6 separate regions of the Mus musculus genome follow, and regions 2, 3, 4, 5 and 6 are each linked to region 1. The links are chromatin contacts, called in public HiCAR-type, HiChIP or PLAC-seq and promoter capture Hi-C maps. All regions are on one chromosome and are shown on one strand. Each heading gives the region's core, a stretch centred on a gene start, on an enhancer-like site or on the middle of the called end of the contact. The rest is flanking DNA. Distances are from core to core; before and after follow the strand shown.

What was found. Promoter capture Hi-C pulls out the DNA fragments that hold promoters and counts their contacts. HiCAR-type assays count read pairs that join an accessible place to other places. HiChIP or PLAC-seq counts read pairs in DNA pulled down with a chosen protein or histone mark.
Region 2: a contact with region 1 is called in an H3K4me3 HiChIP or PLAC-seq map of pro-B cells, with 10 times the contacts expected there. The contact joins the enhancer-like site here to the promoter of Myef2 in region 1. A contact is called at or near these places in 2 of 39 promoter capture datasets (hippocampal neurons and pre-B cells) and 4 of 115 datasets of contacts at active chromatin or transcription factors (astrocytes, embryonic forebrain, large pre-B cells and 1 more).
Region 3: an H3K4me3 HiChIP or PLAC-seq map of pro-B cells shows a contact between it and region 1, with 16 times the contacts expected there. The contact joins the enhancer-like site here to the promoter of Myef2 in region 1. A contact is called at or near these places in 5 of 39 promoter capture datasets (cranial neural crest, hippocampal neurons, liver and 1 more) and 2 of 115 datasets of contacts at active chromatin or transcription factors (astrocytes and pro-B cells).
Region 4: a HiCAR-type map of astrocytes shows a contact between it and region 1, with 11 times the contacts expected there. The contact joins the promoter of Spata5l1 here to the promoter of Myef2 in region 1. A contact is called at or near these places in 7 of 39 promoter capture datasets (cranial neural crest, embryonic stem cells, hippocampal neurons and 3 more) and 3 of 115 datasets of contacts at active chromatin or transcription factors (astrocytes, embryonic forebrain and large pre-B cells).
Region 5: a contact with region 1 is called in an H3K27ac HiChIP or PLAC-seq map of embryonic stem cells, with 7 times the contacts expected there. The contact joins the promoter of Duox2 here to the promoter of Myef2 in region 1. A contact is called at or near these places in 3 of 39 promoter capture datasets (the 3T3-L1 cell line, hippocampal neurons and pre-B cells), 2 of 115 datasets of contacts at active chromatin or transcription factors (astrocytes and embryonic stem cells) and 1 of 9 other capture datasets (embryonic stem cells).
Region 6: a promoter capture Hi-C map of embryonic stem cells shows a contact between it and region 1, with 11 times the contacts expected there. The contact joins the promoter of 4930417H01Rik here to the promoter of Myef2 in region 1. A contact is called at or near these places in 8 of 39 promoter capture datasets (cranial neural crest, embryonic stem cells, hippocampal neurons and 4 more), 2 of 115 datasets of contacts at active chromatin or transcription factors (extraembryonic endoderm stem cells and forebrain) and 1 of 9 other capture datasets (adipose tissue).

The regions. Positions count from the first base shown.
Region 1 is chr2:125,121,801-125,125,195 of GRCm38.p6, reverse strand. Myef2 (myelin basic protein expression factor 2, repressor) reads left to right here and starts at 1,536. Exons shown (of 16, transcript NM_010852.2): 1 at 1,536-1,811. The coding sequence starts at 1,678. Gm46759 (a long non-coding RNA gene) reads right to left here and starts at 1,552. Exons shown (of 2, transcript XR_001783448.2): 1 at 1,102-1,552; 2 at 1-407.
Region 2 is chr2:122,671,517-122,674,722 of GRCm38.p6, reverse strand. No RefSeq gene overlaps it. Among named protein-coding and RNA genes, the nearest start is that of 4930417H01Rik, 30 kb to the left of the region's middle. Within about 2 kb of position 1,687, at least 49 of the 459 cell types and tissues checked have an H3K27ac peak or open chromatin away from gene starts, as enhancers often do. A contact at or near this core is called in pro-B cells, where this site is marked.
Region 3 is chr2:122,650,586-122,654,054 of GRCm38.p6, reverse strand. No RefSeq gene overlaps it. Among named protein-coding and RNA genes, the nearest start is that of Mir147, 12 kb to the right of the region's middle. Within about 2 kb of position 1,509, at least 165 of the 459 cell types and tissues checked have an H3K27ac peak or open chromatin away from gene starts, as enhancers often do. A contact at or near this core is called in pre-B cells and pro-B cells, where this site is marked.
Region 4 is chr2:122,629,166-122,632,399 of GRCm38.p6, reverse strand. It overlaps Spata5l1 (spermatogenesis associated 5-like 1), which reads right to left and starts at 1,775. Exons shown (of 3, transcript NM_001033256.4): 1 at 641-1,775. The coding sequence starts at 1,714.
Region 5 is chr2:122,296,768-122,300,092 of GRCm38.p6, reverse strand. It overlaps Duox2 (dual oxidase 2), which reads left to right and starts at 1,866. Exons shown (of 33, transcript NM_001362755.1): 1 at 1,866-1,997; 2 at 2,281-2,370; 3 at 2,553-2,717; 4 at 3,224-3,325. The coding sequence starts at 1,928. It overlaps Duoxa2 (dual oxidase maturation factor 2), which reads right to left and starts at 1,193. Exons shown (of 6, transcript NM_025777.2): 1 at 906-1,193. The coding sequence starts at 1,052.
Region 6 is chr2:122,701,020-122,704,306 of GRCm38.p6, reverse strand. 4930417H01Rik (a long non-coding RNA gene) reads right to left here and starts at 1,668. Exons shown (of 5, transcript XR_866691.3): 1 at 1,323-1,668. It overlaps Slc30a4 (solute carrier family 30 (zinc transporter), member 4), which reads left to right and starts at 1,644. Exons shown (of 7, transcript NM_011774.3): 1 at 1,644-2,277. The coding sequence starts at 1,887.

The DNA.
Region 1 (3,395 bases), core at 287-2,786:
GTTAGTATAGTGTTAGATCTGCCCAATCTAGGCTTATATCTTATACTTATAATAACTGGATTACGTGGTTTTTTTTTTTTTTTTTAAGATAGGCTTATTGGGGTTGGAAATTCCAAGACACTGCCCCCCAAAGCTCAGTCATTAAGAATAGCTCTTTTAATGGGATATTTAAATTGGCATACTCTGGAGTATGGGTAAGTCTCATGTGTGTGTTTAATTAAATTGTGCTTTTAGCTCGATTACAGCTCTTGAATAGTGCTGTTTCCCAAAGTCCTCCTCCAGCAGAGCTCTAGTGTCCCTTCCGAACCTTCTATTATGGTTTGGTCACGATGAACTCTTGAAAAGTGTTGAAATGTGAAAAAGGTTTTTGCAGGAATCTACTAGTCCAGGACTGTCAGATGGAGTTCCTTGGAGAAATTCAATGGTAACAAAAGAATACATGGAATAGTGAATACTTTGAAATCTAGGGTTGAGGTGGGGTGGGGTGGGTTAATCTGGTTTCTCCTTGATTGAAACCCCATGGGAGCCTTAAGAGATAGACTGCGATACTGTAGCACTTGGCCCTAGATGAAGTGTTTTCTTTAAATCTCTACCTTGCAGGGAAGGAACTGCTGTCTTTACCTGAAGAGAAGTGGAGAACTGAAATGCCTCAGCCGAGGAGAAAGCCTAATTTTCTCTGCCAGATTCCAGCACCTGTCTGCTAACTGCAACCATTAGGCCCCAGGGGTGACAGTACAGAAACACAAAAGTATCTGTTGTGTTTAGGACACTATGTGGGTAGAACGCCAAACTCAGAATTTTGTAGATGACTCTCATCTCTAATAAACTGTGTCTGCCTTATGCTGTTCACTTTTTTTTTAAAGAAGGAAACATTTGAGGAGGTCTTAGCTTTTTTTTTCAACTGAAAAAGGCCATTTTAGTGTGAAGTGTAATCATGACACTCAGGTTTATGAATCTTTAGTATTTAGGGGTAAAATCTATAATCCAAACCAAAATATGCATTTGTAGCTAGTCTTGTATAAGACTTCTTTTAAAACAATTTGTTTTTTCCATGTGTGCGTGTGGTTTGCCTGCATGTATATCTGTGCACCACAGACATACCAGCGCCTATGGAGTCAGAAGAGGTCGTTGGAGCTCCTGTATGTGGGTGCTGGGAACCGAACCCAGGTCCTTGGCAAGAGCAGCAAGTCATCCTAACTGCTGAACTCCTCCAGCCCCCTTGTACAGGTTTTCTTAAGAAAATGATGGACTGTCCAAATCGATAGCTGCCCCGAGAATGTAAAAACTTCGACCTCTTAGCTGATTGCTAAGGTCTACAAAAATCTTCAGCCCTCAAAGAAAGTGGTCAACTTGTCCTCAGCTACCGGTGCTCGCTGGCGGGTTCGTAGAGCATCCACCCGCAGAGATGGAGCTGCCATAGTCCTCTCATCCAAAGGCCCCGTCCCCGAGGACCCCCATCTCTGCCCCCCCAGGCAGCCCGCGCTCCCTCCGCAGGTGGCCGCGCCGGAGCCCCGCCCCCACTCACTCCCCAAGTCGCGGGGCCTCGTCCGCTCTCGCGAGATCCCGGCCGCCGAGCGCTCGGGGCCTTTTCAAATCGCGATCCGTTACCGCTTCTCCGGCCGCCGCCATTGTAGCGCTCGGAGCCCTCATCGCGGCCGAGGCGGAGCCCGCGGCGGGATGGCCGATGCCGACAAGTCCGAGGCGGCCGCGGGTGACGACGGCTCGCAGCAGCAACCGGCTGAGCCGCGGCGAGACACGCACCCCGGCGAGCCCGAGAAACCGCCGCGCAGCAGCGCCAACGGCGTTAAAATGTATTGTCTCCCCCGGGCGGCCGGGCGGGAGGGCGGCCGGGCAGGGCGGGAGGCGCGGGCGGCCCCGGGGCGGGAGCAGGTGCGGTGCTGGCGGCCCCGGCCTCGGGCGCGCGGAAAAACGGTCCCCTTTAAAAGGCCCGAGGCTAGCCTCATCCTCGGGGAGGACCCAGGGATGACATCATCGGTCCTTTCCCCTCCCGGCCCGGTTCCGAGCCCCGGTGAGGGCCGCGTGTGCGGTGGTGGCTTCCAAAGTGTTAGAGCTCACCGAACCCATTGTGTTCCTCTTGATTGGCTTTCGAAAAAGGAGGACTTGGTCTCCTCCACCCACCCGGTGATGGTTGTGGGCCGTGCAGGCTGGTTTATTTATTCATTTTTTTAAAAACACAAACTCAGTGTGTAGTGGCCTTCATTTTACTATAATTCACTTACGATATAATTAAATTACTGAAATATAAATCTGAATTTGGCAAAACTGGGAACGCAACCCAGGGCCTCGTGCAGTCTCCAGGCAGGCGCTAGGCCACAAAATGACACCCCCCCTCCACCGAATGCAGTGCTTTTTTTGTAGAAGAAAACCCGAGGGCTGAAGGTTGGATCTGTCATCTGTGTCTGTAGAGAATTTAGTCGACGTTAATCCATAAGATCTTAAGTTGTAAGGCAGTAGGATAGGGGCAGATTGTGCTCGGCTGTCCTTGTCACGTGGGGCTATGTGAAGGCAAACATTTATTTTCCTATGGCTTATTCTGTAAAAACTGAAGTTGAAAATAATGCCAGTAATTTGTTAAAACACCCTCCACCTCTCCATCCTGCCACGGTAGAAAGCAGTGAACACATGCTTTCTGACATGAAGTCAGAAAAGGGAAAATGTCTTTCTGGCTTTTGTGTGGAAATACTTGAGGCAGTGATTTGGACCAGTCTGTTGAAACCGGCTGAATTGAATTGGTTGCAAACTAGATGGGGTAGTGCTCCTCAGCTTCTCTATGACAGTCTCGCTCTTAGGGTGACATCATTGTATATTTTTTCTTAACCACTGACAACGTATTTAAGAGGAATTACCCCAGTTCCCTGGGGCCTATCCTGAGCTTTAGAAGTTCAGTGTTTGCTGTTTTCCTGATGCCTATATTCATTTTTGAAATGATATATGATATATGTGGAGAGGCACTTTAAGAGCGTTCCATTAGACAGAGCCTGTTGTGTTACCTTTGAATTGGCTAGGAATACCTTAAATATGGACATTCGTCTCCCTACCCACCTGGTGACTTTTGAACAGGAAGCATCGTGTGAGCAGAACAGAATTTTGCAGGTATCAGATTTGCAGGGCTTGAAAGTCAGTGCAGTTTGCTCATGGATGGAGAGTGTGCATGCATCAACCACCGAGAAATCAGAAAGCAAGGAAAGCCTATCTCTTATGCCTGTCAGATCTTGGGCTTTTTCAGAGATTTGCTATTAAAAATAGAAAAAAAAAGTGGAGTGACTGTAACAATATAGTCACCCTCTGTGTCTTTGGATTCTGTATTCATGGAGTTAATGGTGAATTGGAAATACCCACATTGTATCTATATGGAAAGTAAGCATACATGATAC
Region 2 (3,206 bases), core at 438-2,937, 2.5 Mb after region 1:
AGACGCTCGACAAACAAACTCAAACTCTCTGACTTAAACACACATGTAGGGTGCAGGGTGGGTTTCACGAATGAGTCACTCATAATTGTCCTAGCCCAGAACATTCCATCAGCTCGGAAATTATACCCTATAGCAGACCCCTTTCCCCGCTCCCCTTGTTCTCCCATCAAAAGCCTGTGATTAAGGAACATGTCCCGGGGCAAGATCTAATCAGTCATAGGTAGAAGGACCTAAAATTCTTAAGCAATCTCTCAGTTCAATACACCCACACCCAGAGTCATAGCCTGAAAATAGCTGTTCTCTGGGGTGAGCACTGACTAGAGATATCTCTGTCACATCACGTGTGACAGACAGAATGTGAGTTCTGGGAGCTCTGTTAGTCTAGTCTCCTGCACTGGGTGGTCGCCACGCCCCATCCAGTTGTCTCCTCTTTCTCCCCTCACCAACACCTGCACCCCATCCCCCCATCTATGCACCTCATGTTTGCTAGGTTACCTCAGACCTCCACCCATGCCCACTTATCTATTCACCTAAACTGCTCCACTTCTCAGTCACACTGGATCCTTCCTCCTATTTCTTGGCAGACTTCAACACCAAGCTTATCCATAGCCTATGCAGAGTCCATTTGGCTACAAGCACCTTAAGAACAAGATCAATATTTCAGCCCAGCGACTCCATCTTTGCTCAACGAGCGATAAGTCAATGAATCCAGATTGTAGACAAGCATGGGATTCTCTCCCTGACGCCAGCTCATGGGAGTAACCAGCATGCTCCAGGACTCTGTGGCCTGGTGTGATGGCTACTTCTGCTGTTAAACTAAACTTAATTAAAATTCAATATTACTATAGGATCTAGCCTCTTTTTTCTCCCATGTGTAAGCTCAAAGAACAAAGCAAGCCACGTGCCCTGAGTTCGTCTCTGGATTCCACCCTTCTTCCCCTGTAACCCCTTTTAATCCTAATTTATCTGCCTCGGTTTATTCAAAATATCCCCATGAGGTCTCCAATGCCCTTCCAACTGACAAAGCCCTTAGAGTTCTTTGAGTAGATTTTTGTTTTCTTTATTGAAGTCTCCTATGATTCAAACATCAAGACAATATAAAACAAACACACACACACACAGAGAAACAGACACACACAGAGAGAGAGAAAGGGAGAGAGAGAGGAAGAGAGAGAGAGCAATATCTCAAGTCAGCCCCCACTGTATACACTTGTGTTAGCTGCTTCTTAAGTCACTTCTCCCAAAGGGTAACTGCCCATTCTCTCCCTACCACACAGGACAGCACGCACAGACACACACCGCTGCTCAGCTGCTTTGCCGTCTGTGGCCTTCCATATCAGCACCTCCAGAGCCTTCTCAGGCTTGCTCCCCAAGTCCCAAAAGGATCGATCTGCCCACTCTGCCTCTGGGGACTTGGCTCCTGACACCACACTGGTTCTGCGCCTATACCCTTTCCTGCTTCTCCTCTCACCTCACTTCTCTGAGCTCTTATGGGGAGCCCTTGCCTCGCCTGGTTCCTGCAGTGCCCTCCAAAGCCCTGTGCTTCCCTCCAATGCTCAGCCTGTGAGGTGTTTGAATACTTGGTTCTCGGTGGGTTGTGCTGTTTGGGAAGATGTAGAGGGTGTGGCCTTTCTGGAAGAAGTACATCACTGGTGTTGGGCTTTGAGGTTTCAAAATTTGCTCCCTCTGTTTCCTGTTTGTGGTTCAAGATGTGGGCCCCCAGCTCTCAGCTTCCAGCTCCTGCTGCCTGCTGCCTTTACCCTGCCATCTTGAACTCTAAAATGCTAAGCCCAGGTAAGCCCGCCCGCCCTTCTTTCAGCAGCTGTGTTCCGCAGTAGGAAAGTAACTAGCACAGCTTGTAAAATTCAGCCCTTCCTGGGGAAATTTCCCAGGAAGCAGGAGCAGATGGCTGAGACTTTCCATTAGGCACAACTAGCTACGAGTTAGTGCACAACTAGCTACAAGTTAGTGCACAACTAGCTACGAGTTAGTGTGGAGCCTTCTGCATCCACGGCTGCCCTGCTCATTCTCACAGCCACCAAAAAACCAAAACAGACAAAAAACAACAAGGGGGACCTGCAGCTCCCAGATCACCTTCTGCTCTTTATGGGCATCCTCAGGCACTCAGACATCCCACCTTTGGAGAAAACAGTGCCCTTGCATTTCATCTAGCTTAAATTTTGAAAGCAATTAATAATAATGAGAAAGGCACAGCCAGAAAGAAAAGAGACACAGTGCATGAATATCAGAGGGAAGGAGCCTGGGGAGGTGGCTCCGCGGATAAAGGCATAAAGCAGATAAAGGCCACCAAACCTGAGCACCTCCATTCACTCCCAAAACCTACCTGGTGGAAGGAGACACAGACTCTTCTAAGATGTTCTCTGATACCCATCCACCCTCCACAAGTACACCGCAGCATGTGCATGGGTGCCCCGACCCAGAAATAAATACATAAATGTAAAAAAAAGAAAAAAGAAAGAAAGAAAGAGAGAGGGGGGGAGGGAGGGAGGAAGGGAGGGGGGAAGGAGGGAGGGAGGGAGAGAGACAGAGAGAAAGAGAGAGAGAGAGAGAGAGAGAGAGAGAGAGAGAGAGAGAGAGAGAGAGAGAGAGAGAGAGAGAGAAAGAAAAAAGGAAGGGTCGAGCAAGAGAGCAAGAGCAGCAGCTATGGCTGCCTAGACCTTGGATCAGGCTCTGTGGTAACTTGGGCTACCTCAGTTTCCAGCATTTGCACAGCAGCTGCTGAACACTACCCAAGGGAATATGTAGTGTGGCCGGCACCAACCACATGGTTAATAACCGCTAGTATCCATCCCTTCTATTACTCACACTCGCAGCCCACAGCTGCTCCATTAGCTGTGCAAAGACTGTGGATCTGTGGAGGTTCTGTGTTTCCCTGGCTAGGCACCATCTACTCTTGTAACTGTGCCCCGGGAAACAGGCCCCCTGGTACCAATCCATCTTGGCATCAATTAATGCTAGGGAAAGCAAGAGGATCTTAATGCTTTTAACAGAGCAAAGTAAAGTGACTTTCTGATAAAGACATAGTACAGGATATAAGCCAGTAAAACAAAATGACTACATCAGAAATCCCCATGGAGAAGGTTCTGTTCAATAAACAGAACACAGTAAAATGACACCAAGATGTCTCACTTAATGAATTCTGCTAAGGAATGTCAATGAATCCCTGATAAATGATAAACATTGAT
Region 3 (3,469 bases), core at 260-2,759, 2.5 Mb after region 1:
GCATGAATATATATACATATGCTACACTTACACATAGGTAGACAGGAAGATAGGTAGGCAGGTAGACAGGAAGATAGATAGATAGATAGATAGATAGATAGATAGATAGATAGATAGAGATAGATGATGATAGATAGATATAGATAGATAGATATGATAGGTAGATAGATGATGATAGATATGATAGGTAGATAGATAGATAGATGATGATAGATAGATATGATAGGTAGATAGATAGATAGATGATGATAGATATGATAGGTAGATAGATAGATAGATAATGACAGAAAATTATAAGAAAAATGGTGTAAAACATTTATGGTGGAAATCTAGTGGGGAGTGTGAAAGTTCTTTTTATAACTTTTACACACTTGGAATTACTCCAAAAATTAGTTGTGAGCATAAAAGTATATTTACACATTACAGTCTCTACCCTATACAGCTCTAAACTTGCAGTTTTCCATATGTTAGTGAACATAAGCTATGCCCTAGCATTTCCTGGCCTGGCCTCTGCTATCTGGTTACCCCTCACCTGCAGGATGCCACACATCCTTGCCATTTTTAATGGGTACACTTCACACAGCCGTAGATTCTTCGTTCATATTTTAATATCAGGTGGTTTTCCTTCATGTTCTTCTCCTTAAAAGCACATTGCTCCCAACACCACTGTGTCTTTGTTGGGAATATTTCCCACAGTGGGCCATCAGGGTACCGTGGCCCTGTACACAGGCTGCCAGACTGCACTCAGCAAAGCTGAACAGATATACTTCTGTTTCCCTATGACTCTATAGTGGCTTCGTACTCTGACTTGTTTTTGAGAACTGGGTTGCGTATAATATGATCTCAAGCTAGTTTATCTTGATGTTCACGTCGTTCTCAACACTGAGTTGTCTGCTGAGAGAGGAGCCCCCTCCGAACCACTGTTCAGACCGGCTGTGGTGGGGGTGGGGGATGGGGTGAGGGTGGGGTGAAGGGGTAGGGGGTGGACGCCTGCTTTGGGCCCAGTGGCACCTGCTGTCTGTGTGTTTGGTCCTGTCTCTTTCCTCCCATAGCCTTATAACTAACTTTCTGTGTGCTATTGGGAAAGTATTTCTTCCACTCTGAGGCCAAAGCTCTGTGAAGACCTAGTCTGTGCTGTCAATTGATCACTTACACGTGGCCTGTGTCTGTTGTTTAAATATCCACTGAGTCCGAAGCTATCTGAAGATCTTGTGATTACAGATGGCAGAGGTTGGCTGCAGTATGAAAACTTCACAAGTGTTCACCATTAATCACATTCCGTGTTCTGGGTCCTCTGTAATAAAGAGGAGGTGTGTAGGAAAGGAAAGAAAATGAGGATCTTAGAAGTGAACGTTGAGGACAGCTGTGAACTGTGACCCTTGCCTCTGCTTCGGTGCACTCACCTTTCCTTCCTGTGACCGAGACTTGCGGCAGGGACAGCTGTTTCCTCCTATCATGGGGTTGAAGCTGTAGAGAACATCCTGCCCTCAAGACCAGAACAAGCCTGCGGTGAGCTCCGAGGCAGGCGGTGACTCAAATCCAGAGAAGCAGGAAGTTTGGTGTGAGGGGAGAACTCAGAGCTGGCTACACTGAACTTCCCAATCCCAGCCCAGCGCTGAGGGTCACAGGTCTCAGTGAGAAGGGCAGAGCACCCACTTCTCAGTAGAGGAAGAGTGGGCAAGAGCTCTCTGCCGAGGGCTGCCTGCCTTAGGTCTGGCAGAAAGGAAGAAAGGGTGACGTGCTGTTTAAAGTATGCTCCGGAAGGTGCCTGGGGCTTAGTCAGTGCTGAACTCAGGCTTAGCCAAGTGATTCTCAGAAGTCTCTCAATGAGAGGAAACACATCTCCCAAGTGCTAGCCCTGGTACCATCCTCAAAGGGAATTTAGGAATAGGAGAGGTATCTTTGTTATGCAAAGCATCATCTACCGAAACTTACCACCATGGGCGTCTGAATTTTCCAACTCCCCTCTGGCTATGGAGGACACACCCAGTGTGCCCAATGTGTAAGGGCAATAGAGCAGGTCCTGCCCAGGCCTTTCTTGGGGCTGGGACCCTGAGAGGATATCCTTCCCCACTACCAGTTCCTCCACTGCCTGAGGTCTCCCAGGACCAGTACAGGGTGAGGTTCCAGGCTGGTGTGAAAGACCTTAGGGCCAGCCAGGCAAGGCCTGTAGGTCTTCACCAGTAAGGGCAAGGTGATGTTCCCTCTAAGGCTCAGCCTCCAAAGCTGCCCTAGGCACTTTTTAGGACTCATAGCTGATGATATTAATCCTGCCAGCCACAGAGATAGAGGGTCTCTCCTTGATCTCTTCCTGGTTTGCTCAGTTCCCCTTTCTCCTGATCACCTTAGTTTCTATCACTGTAGCCTCAACATATTGGAGTGCTAAGAGACCAATGACAGCCTAGAAGCCTTCTTTTCTCAGGTGCACACCTTTGCTGTGGTGTTGGGAAGTGTCCCTCGGTGGCTGTATGTCCCTTGGTCCCTGCATGGTGCTGGGGAGTCTTTAGAGGTGGGGTCTAGTTCTGATTTTTCCTTGGCCATTCCAATGCATTCTCTCTCTCTCTCTCTCTCTCTCTCTCTCTCTCTCTCTCTCTCTCTCTCTCTCTCTCTCTCTCACACACACACACACACACACACACACACACCCATTTCCTCTGCCATTGCTTTGGCTGATCATGGCTCTCCTGTGGACTGCTGGCATTGATCTTTGGTCTTCAAAGTCTCTATCAATGCATACCTGCCACCTCTGCTTGTGACAGCCATGTCTCTACTGAAGTATCATCTCCGTCTTTAGCTTAAGTTCCTTGTCTGCTTCCTTTGTGGCTTATGATAATAATCTGCGTTTTCAGTCTCTCCCACTTCATTCCTGATGTGAAAAATCCCATGCAGTAAACTCCTTCAGTTTCCCAGCAGCTATCAGCTGTTTTATGCCCTCTGCCCTGAGAAGACACTCTAAAGAAGTGTCTTGTCACGTAAGGGCTCCTCCCCTTGGTAATTAGGCTATTGAAATAATAGAGCCCTTGCTATTGGAATTTCCCCAGAAATCTCAAGGTGAAAAGAAAAAGGATGAAGCTCTGGATCCTGGTGCCAGTTGGAGGAGAAGTTTGTCCCCCTGAAAGAGACCTCACAGGGTTCTCACTTGTCACAGCATCTTGCAAGGGAGGCTGGAGCCAGGACAATGACAGCCAGTGATGAGAACTGCATCTTACCCAACTGCTCGGTGATGTTTTGATCATCCTTTCTCTAGCCTGAATCTCATTTCAGGGCACTGGGAATGGATTTGAGGGGGACAGGGTCACTGGGCCTCCTCCCAACGTAGCCATATTGAACACATCTTTCTCTGCTTTTTATTAATGCTTGTCTCTTTTACTGGCTGGGGATGAGTAGCTGAGCCTAGCTTGTTAGGGACTGTCAGAATACGGGTTATGATCCTAACAGTTTTGGTAACATAACTTCTTTTCAAAGAGTT
Region 4 (3,234 bases), core at 526-3,025, 2.5 Mb after region 1:
CTTCTAAGCACACCTTGGATTATGAATACAAGAAAATGATAACTGTCCAGTGGAACAACAGTGGCTAGAATCTCCACAATGAAAACTCTGTATTTCACTGAAGAAGTCTTCGTTGTTTTTTAAGAACACACCAAGTTCTGACAATCTGGGATCAAATAGCAGACTAGATAATCTAGGTCCTTGTTCTTTGGAAGCAGGGCCCTTTAATAGATGGTTCAAGGAAGAAATCCATTCAGGTCCTCCAAAGTCTTAAGAGAATCCTACCACAAATTTTAATTATTATTTAATTACTAATAATTGCTTAGAAATTAAAAAAAAATCACTTGAGTACCAAAGACGCTAAAAAAGCCAGCCCTGACAACGTAGAACAGGAAGCTGGTATCCTGACATTTGAATACATTTAAGGGCTTATGCCTGTTTTTATTCACCTTCCCTGCCTTCTCTTACTGTGACTAAGTTCTCATTCCAAAGGCTATTTCAGTTTAATATGCATGCATCAGGATTAGTTACTTCAACAAAGCAAATGACCATCCTGCTTCCCAGAACGATTTGAACCCAGGTTCTAGCTTGCATGTGACAAGTGATCTACAACTCCTGCCTGACCCAACATTCCAAAAAGGCGAGCTTTCAGGAACTTTACCTCTCTGTCAAACCTGCCCGGCCTGCGAAGCGCTGGGTCTAACTCGTCTGGCCGGTTGGTGGCTCCCACAACCACAAACTCCCTGTCCCTGTGGATGCCGTCCAGCAGCGTCAACACCTGGGCCACCACTCGGCTCTCGGGAGCTCGGTGCGGGCCGCCTCTCCGGGGACACAGGGCATCCACTTCGTCCAGGAAGAGGAGGCTGGGTCCGCGGCTGGCCAGCTCCTGGGCTCGTTGGAAGATGCGCCGCACGTTCTCCTCGGTCTCCCCGGGCCGGGAGCCCTGCAACGCCGGGGCGCTCACCGCCAGCAGCTCGGCGCCAGTCTCGCGCGCCACGGCCCGCACTAACTGGGTCTTGCCCACTCCCGGGGGGCCCGCCAGGAGCACCCCGCGGGGCACAGCCAGCCCCAGCGCGGCTAGGGCGAGCGGGTAGCGCAGCGGCAGGCGGAGCAGCTCCCGTAGGGAGTCGGCGGTCTCCGACAGACCCCCAAGGGTCACCTCCCCGGGAGGCTCGACCTGTGGCGGAGGCTTGTCACTGAGCGTGATGCGGGTATGCGGTGTGACCCACCCGCCGGGCTCTGGGTCCGGTGTCCCGCCCATCACGTGCAGAGCTGCGACAGGGCCGGGGACACCCGGCGGGGTGGTCACCACGTGTCCCCGAGACACAGGCCGGTTGCGCAGCAGCTCGTGCACTACCTCCAGCACCGCGGCGGAACTCGGGGCTCCCGCCTGGGGCCGCAGCACCGGCCACACCTCTAGGCGCCGCAGGGGCGGACAGGGCACGGGTTGCAAGCAGTCCATACCTATCCTCCCCGTGGCCACCCGGGCCCCGGGGCTAGCGCACTGCGGGTCCAGCTGCACAAAGCCATCCACCCTGTCGCGCCGCGGCCAGGCCGTGCAGAGGCAGCAGCCGCCGGCGGGCAACGAGATCCTCAGCGGCGAGCCCAGGCGCGCACCCAAGCTGCGGAAGGCGGCCGGCCCCAGGCGGCAGCGCTGGGTGTCCCGGTCCCGGGGATCCACCGGCAGCAGCTTCAAAAGTTGTCCGTCGGGGAAGGGCCCCGAGTCCGGAGCCATGACTCGGGGAACCACGCCGGGGAAAGCCCGGCAGCAATCCACCCGGCTGCCGGATGCAGGCGGCGCGCATGCGCCAAGAAGGAACAAGCCTCTGATTGACGGTCGAAAGGACTTCTGGGAAAGTGAGAAAAGCCTGGCTCTCCATAAACATCAGACGCCCGGTAGTCGGTCCAAGAGCCTCAATGAAAAGGTCTCCGCTGGCATCTGACAGACATACGGCTGCTCCATTAGGCCATAAGAGTTTTCATTTTGTGAAGTAAAAAGATTTCTTAAGGAAAAAAAGAAAACCCAAACTGCTGACAAGGTGTAACGTGCTTACAGATATAAACAAGGTGTAAATAAAATACCCGCCAAATTAATCATGATACTCGCATCTTATGAAAGATCTTTTATCCTCGTTCCAAAGACTTGGAGCGTCTAGAAATGGGAAAGAAGACATTAATAATAAGACATAATAACCATCTTCAATATGTAAAGGGATGTGTGTGAAAGCTAGCGTGCGTGTGGATAGCTGTGGTAAAGAACTGACCAGGAAACGGAAGTTTAATAGGGTGATCTTAAGAGGTTTTTCTCTGCATATTTTGACCATGGTCGCATGAAAGGTACAGCTGAGAGTCATAACTGATGCCCACTGAGGCAATTAGAGTGAACTTAACCTTTCAGATTTCAGCACTGATTTAAAACAGGGGTAGAGGCTAAGTTAGTGGGGATATGGTGTGGAGGACAGTACATGTTTTTTCGTGTTGCATAAAGAGGCTGATCCCGTTCAGGGCCAAACTATAAAGTTCTCTGACCTTGGCCAAGAAATATACAGCATCCCCACTAAAACAGCCACTCCCCTCCTTGTGTCACAAATATCAGGAAGGGATTGTGTTTCTGGGCCCTCAACTCATTCACACATTCTCAGTAAAACTATAGATTATCTTTCCCAGGCAGCCTTAACCCATCCTGCTCCTCTGAGTCAGACCATTTTCATTGTATTGTTTCAGTCATCCATACATCTGAATTCATCATACTTACAATCTTGCAGGAAACCATTCTAAGCTTGCTGTGATGGTTCATACCTATATCACAACATTTGGGAGACTAAATAAGGATTAGAACAATTTATAGTTCTACCTGGGCTACTTAGTGAGGTCTAGGCAAGCCTAAACTACAGAATGGAGAAAGGTATCGAAAGAAAGAAAGAAAGAAAGAAAGAAAGAGAGAGAGAGAGAGAGAGAGAGAGAGAGAGAGAGAGAGAGAAAGAAAGAAAGAAAGAAAGAAAGAAAGAAAGAAAGAAAGAAAGAAAGAAAGAAAGAAAGAAAGAAAGAAAGAAAGAAAGAAAGAAAGAAAGAAAGAAAAAGAAAACCTTGAAAAGAAAAACATAATAACAGTTCTGTGGTCCTTTTGTTGGTTACAGGACTCCAAATTTGGCAATTTTATGAGCACTATTTAAAGCAACAAACGTGTGCACCACTAGAGGGAGTCCAGAACCAACAAATGAAGGCCGAGGGCCCTTGGCGGACCGGACATTTGCA
Region 5 (3,325 bases), core at 617-3,116, 2.8 Mb after region 1:
AGGCCTCCCTTGACCCCACTCCACTTCATCCCTGACCTTTTGAAGATGATGCTTTCCCTTCGAGTTCCTCTATGCCAACGACGTTTCTGGTGTATTCTGGGCATGTGTTTCCCTGGCCATTTCCCCTCGCCTACTTTCAGGTCTACCTCGCCTGGCAGTCAGTCTCTGACTACCTGTATACCCCCAGCTGTCTGGCGCCAGCTCTCCGCCTCTAATTCAATCACTACTTGGTGAGACTCAGTGAGTTCACAAGTGCCAGGCAGACAGGGGTCACCTCTCCCAGAAGAGGGAGGCCCCGGGGCCTGGTAGTCAATTAAAAGAGAGGGACTGCGGATTTTTCTAGACCTGCCAGTTCCTCCGAACCAACAAAGATCAACAGGAAAAGGTCTTCTCAGACTTATAACAATGTAGTTCAGGACCTGGAGGCTGGGAGCTTGGAAATTTCTCTTGCTTGCTACACGTTTGAATCTTCTGTGAAACTCTCTTGAGTCTTTAACTCAACACAGTAAGAAAAGCACAGAAGTCCCCATTCTCTTGATCATGGTTCAAAGCACAGGACAGAGGGGCTAAGGCATTCAGAGACCAGAGACGGGGGGGGGGGCTGGCCGCACCCGAAGGCTAGACTTAATTCCAAATATACTGGGCTGATTCCCACTGCTGCTGCAGCTTCCAAAAGAAGCCAGCTGGAGTCTCTTCCCGGGATGTCCTGGACCAAGGAACCTCTTCCTCGGAAGAGTCGCTTACTGCACCAGACTTCTAAATTTGCATCTGCTGATCCTCGGAGAATCTTCCTTAGTCTCTTCTGTCCTGAGTCTCCAAGAAACTCTCTCCATATCGCACTATTACCCCCACGAAATCGGCTTCTTCTAGAATCCCTCTAGGGAGAACTTTGAATACCCCCTTACCGAGTGCCCACGGATTCCAGGCAAGATGAACAGGAAGCTAGCAGCCAAAGACAAGAACACCAGGATAACAATGAGCAGCGGTACGCTGAAGCTGGCGGCATGCCTGGGCTGGGGGTAAAAGGGTAGCACCCCGTCCCACGCAGTCATCCTGCAAGAAGTTCGAGAACTGTTCGCAGGCAGCGAGCTGGGATGAGTGATAAAAAGTCCGAGCCCTGCGGCTCTCCTAAGAAGCGCAGAGGCGTGATCTCCCGAAACTCTTTCCTGGCCCTGCGACTTCACGCAGTGTTCACAAAGAAACGCAGACCCCCTCCTTTTATAGGAGCGTGGGCAGCAAGCAGGGGCGGCGTCCAAACCAGGTAGCAGGGTCCTGTCTGGTTGAGGTCATGCAAACGAAGGGGCGGAGACATGCAAATAACTGAAATCCTGTCCTTAACTCGACCGCAAACCTCTGATTCACACATTCACACCTGCTAGCGGTGGCGCGAGCGACACCTGCTAGGCAGGACGAAGAGCGAAGGGTGAACGGGCATCCAGGAAGGGTGAAGATTCTCGGAGCTGCTCCCAGGAGCGGAGCAGGAAACAAAATCTCCAAGACCACGGAAGACTGTTGAACCGGACCGGATCCCTTACACCAGAGGTTGGGTCTCCTAGCTCCTTTCTCCCCTTTGAACGTAATTCATCCTAGATGAGGATGAGGTTGGCTGCGCGTCCCTAGCTCTCAGTTCATTAGCCTCTCTCCCTTTTCTATCCCCCTCCTGGAGAAGCAGTACTTGGGAAATTGGGCTGAGAGGACTAGGTTTTAGAACAAACCCCATAGACAGTCCCGCTGCGCTCCTGACCAGGGTGTTAATGTGCTTGAGATCAGCATCAGACAGGGTTAGGGTGGCAGACGGTCTTAATGCCAGAAAGCGCGTCGTGAAGATGTGGGACCTGAGTAGTACCTCTCTGCTCCTCTCCCAGTACCAGCCGTGGGAGTGTGCGCTCTTGACACACTACCCCCCACCGCCGGGATCAAGGACAGCATGCTTCCAACAAGTCCCAAGACTCTAGTTCTCCTGGGCGCTCTGCTGACTGGACCCCTGGGCCCAGCAGGTACGTAGTAGGGGCCTCTTGCTGAAGGGGCTAGCCAGTGTCCCACAGGAGTGTGGAAAGAGAAGGGAAGGCAGATGGCGCCTGGAAGCTGGAAGGGTTGAGCCATCTCTTATTGAGCTATTGAGTTGGAAGACTTCTGACCGCCTCGGCTCAGCGGCCAAAGGATTGGAGATGGCGTTCATTGGCAGGAGTTAGCCAGCTGAGGAAGGAGCCTAAAGCCCATCGGGTCATTCAGGGCATTCTGGAAGGTTAATGTTAAGTGGGAGGCTTTCTGCTCCCACAGGTGGCCAGGACGCACCCTCACTGCCCTGGGAAGTGCAGCGCTACGACGGCTGGTTTAATAATCTGAAGTACCACCAGCGCGGTGCGGCTGGTAAGCCCCGGGCTCTGTAGGGAGGGCGTGCAGTTGGAGTGTGGGGAGAGGAGCCGGGGCGGCCTGCGGGATTGCATTCTCACCACATTCTTATCCATTCCTGGGGGTAGGAAATGGGAGGGGGCATGTGGGGCTTCTTGGGGACCCAGAGCGTTGATCCAGATCAACTCTCTGCGCTCCAGGCTCGCGGCTGCGTCGCCTAATACCGGCTAATTATGCTGACGGTGTTTATCAGGCTCTGGAAGAGCCGCTACTGCCCAACCCTCGCCGGCTAAGCGATGCTGTCGCTAAGGGCAAAGCAGGGCTGCCCTCGGTCCACAACCGCACAGTGCTGGGGGTCTTCTTTGGTGAGTATAGGAACAGGAAACCAGGGTGGATCTGGAGCTTGCTGAGTGTCCAGGGAAAGGACCACCGCAACTTGCAGAAAAAAGAACTTTCCAAGAAGTGCTTCTGTTATCATCTTTGAGGGTTTGGGTGTGATGCGGGGATCTTTCTCTTACTTTACTTCAAACCAACACGTACATTGGGTCCCCACTAGAACTCTCAGAAACTTATGCCCTGACCACTGCTGTCCTCAAGACTCTCATGACTGCCACACAGAGGTGAAGGGAGCTTGTTTTCAAATCGTATCCGCCTCCCCCCCTCCCACCCCCGAAACGATATTGGCATGTTCACAAGGGGATGCTACGTTTTGTTTGCATCTTAGAAGATCAAGTCTGGCGGGGGGGGGGGGATAAGCTGAAGAGACAGCGTTGAAGCTTGTGCTCTGGCCTCTGTGTCCTGATAATTCAGAGGCTCTCCTAAGGAGAGCGGGACCTGGTGATTTATCTACCACTTTGCTCTCTTAACCCAGGCTACCACGTGCTCTCAGACCTGGTGAGTGTGGAAACACCAGGCTGCCCCGCAGAGTTCCTCAACATTTACATCCCACGTGGGGACCCGGTGTTCGACCCTG
Region 6 (3,287 bases), core at 419-2,918, 2.4 Mb after region 1:
CTCCTTCTCACAGACCTTCCCACGGTGCTGGATAAGTTTAGCATGATGTGGTAGCTGTCTCCTCACAGTGCAAGAGATCTAAGAGTGAGGATAAAGAAACAGCTGCAGCACCTTTTATGACCTAGTCTGTAAGTCACAGTCACTTCTGCCACAGACTGTTCATTACAGGTCATAGGCCATTACTAAGTGCTGTCCACAAGCAAAGGTAAGGGAATTTACCTCCTGAAGAGTGGGGTCATCACAGAATTTATGGACAGAGCTTAAAATATGGCTTTGTCGTCTCATCACTTTCTCGAGAATCCAGTGAGACACGAGTGAAAGAACAGAACGCACAAAGGCAGTCCTCCTCAGCACAGCGCGCTGGAAATGTCCCCAAACAACCCATCCTTTTATTTCAACTATTCTTGAAACATTCACATCCCTCCTACCTTGAGGCTGCATTTAAGAGACTCCGATGACACTCCTGAAACATTGTAGGCAGTTAAATGGGACATTAAAAACAACAGAACAATCTACTCCTAAGATATTTGGAGCCGAGGAATGTAATGGCTCGTAAGCTGTCTCCCTTTGGCTATTACCATCGTGTCCTGATTGATGAAATTCTAGGCAATAGCCTTCCCTTCCTGATCTCGGGACCATGGAGGGTCTAATTTGCTTTCATGACTGCAGCTCTGGGGGAAAACTTAGGACTGAGGGATCACTCTGGAATACAGAAGTAGCCAGGGCTTTCTTTTCGCACCGGATTCTAAGGTGTCAACAGAATCGTTAAAATTGCCTCGTGTGATTTTTTTCATTGTATTTTTGTGACCTGAAATTTTGGTAAGATATAAAAACTTTTTAAAATATTGTCTTTGTAAACCCTGGGGAAGTAGGAGCTTGCAGGACACCACAGGCAAGATGCAGGTGTAGCCCCGTGTCTAACTTGCATGAGCCCCTGGATTAGATCCTAAGGATCTCAAAAGGAAAGAAAGGTGGAAGCCAAGGATTTACACTTTAAAATGAATTCTACCAACAGTGTTGCCTTTAATCTTGCTTCTTGAGGACATTTGAGAATGTGATGAAACATAGGGAAAGTAAGCTCACACAATTGTGCCCAAGGAGCGTAGCAGTGAACACAGAAGGAAGACACATATTTGCTGAGAAACAGGAAACTTTAAAGCAAGCCATAGAACTACTGACCATCCTAGTCTTGTCCTAGCCTTTTGACCAAGATAATCGGCAATTTTTTGCCGATTGGGTAGAAGAAAAGCTACCAGGATTCCCACTTGGTAAGAAAGCACTAAAGGACATTTTCCACGGACCATCCATAACCAAGATCGGACCTGAGATTCCCGAGACCCATCTCCAGTGGAGGGAATTCAGAGCAGTGACACCCAGCTCCGGGGGGACCTTCCCGCGGCACACCCGGGGGCTCAGAGCGCACAAGACCTCAGAGCCCGAGAGGCGGGGCCGGGAGGGCGGGGGCAGGGGGCGACGCGCGACCACGCCCCCTCGGCGCGCCCCCAAGCGGCGGCCTGCGTGCCCGCGCCGACCCCTCCCCTCGCGCCTCGCGGGCGCACGCGCCGCCTCGTTCAGGGGCCGGAGGAGGCCGGGCCTGTCAGACCCCGCGGCCGGCCTCCCAGCGGCACGGGGCGGGCGGGTGCAGTGGCTGGGGCTCGGCCTCGGTCCCTGGCCCGGGTCGCAGTAGCGCGAGCTCCGGGCGGGGATGCGCGGCGGCGTCGGCCCGCAGGTAGCCGAGCACCGCCGAGTCCGGAGCTGGCGCGCGGCCGGGGCGCGGCGACAGGAGCGGGGTCTCGTTCTCCTCACGATGGGCAGGGACGCGCCGCGCTGCCCTGAGGAGCCCGAGCGCCGGTGAAGGCGGAGTCGCCGGCCGCCCCTCCGCTGCCATGGCCGGCCCCGGCGCGTGGAAGCGCCTCAAATCCCTGCTGAGGAAAGACGACACGCCGCTGTTCTTAAATGACACCAGCGCCTTCGACTTCTCGGACGAGGTGAGCGACGAGGGGCTTTCGCGCTTTAATAAACTTCGAGTCGTGGTGGCCGACGATGACTCGGAAGCCCCGGAAAGGCCTGTGAACGGGGCGCACCCGGCCCTCCAGGCCGACGATGACTCCTTATTGGACCAGGACTTACCTTTAACCAACAGTCAGCTGAGTTTGAAAATGGACCCCTGTGACAACTGCAGCAAGCGACGCGAGTTGCTGAAGCAGAGGAAGGTGAAGACCAGGCTGACCATCGCTGCCGTCCTCTACTTGCTTTTCATGATCGGAGAGCTTGTAGGTGAGTTGTGTCGCCGACTCGCTTGCCTTTGACTTTGTCCAGCTGTTAGCTACGCCGGAGTTGAGGTGGAAACTTTGTTTTCAGGAAGTTTGCTGAGTATCTAGACTTTCGTGGGTCCATAGGAAAGGGACACGGGATTCCAAAGTGCGGTTCCCGTGAGCGCCCACTGAGAGCTTGCAGGTATATCTTGTAACTCCCATAAACAGTGCCTTTTACTGTAGGGTTTAGGGTGTTATCTTGACTGTATATCATGTAACTTCTCCTTTTACAGATTCTGATAAAATGCCAGGTTTATCTTTCAACGTCTAAAATAATTCTGACATGGATTAGAATCAGAATTTTATAGTACTAAGGGATGTTACTGAACACCATTCTGTTTTCTCACACAGAAGTTCTGAAGGGATTAGATTATGAGGAATCTTATTGGGAAAAGAGAGAGCCATCCACAGTACCAGACTTTCCTCTCTGTCTACATTTTGGTTATTTGATGCTTATTTATGCCGCTTCCTTTTGAGCTTATAGCCAAGGGCTTTACAAAACTCTATACAGCCAACTAATTAAAAGTTCATTATTAAAAGGAGTATCTACAGTTTGCTAGAGGTCTCCCCGGCAGCTGCAGAAGCTAGGGTTTTTTTTTTTCTCCTTTTTTAACTGATTTCAGATAATTTCTCACTCTAAGGTTCTTGCTTTAGACCTTATTTTTACTGTCGCATTAGTTTATAGTCGTCCTTTGATATCCAAGGTGGGTTGCTTCCAGGAGTCCTCTCTAGAACCTGAATCTCAGGTTGCCTCATCCAGTGACGCCTTATGTAAAGATCCCTTACGTAAAGCGAAGCAGTTATTTGCATATAACCTACATATATGTCCTTCTGTACTTTAAAGCCTTTGGAAATCATTTTGACTACAAAATACAAATTTGATGCTGTATTTAAGTAGTTGTTATCCTGACTCGTTGAGAGATTGATGAGCAGAACAAGTCTGTGAATGGCGAACGCTGAGGAAGAGTTACT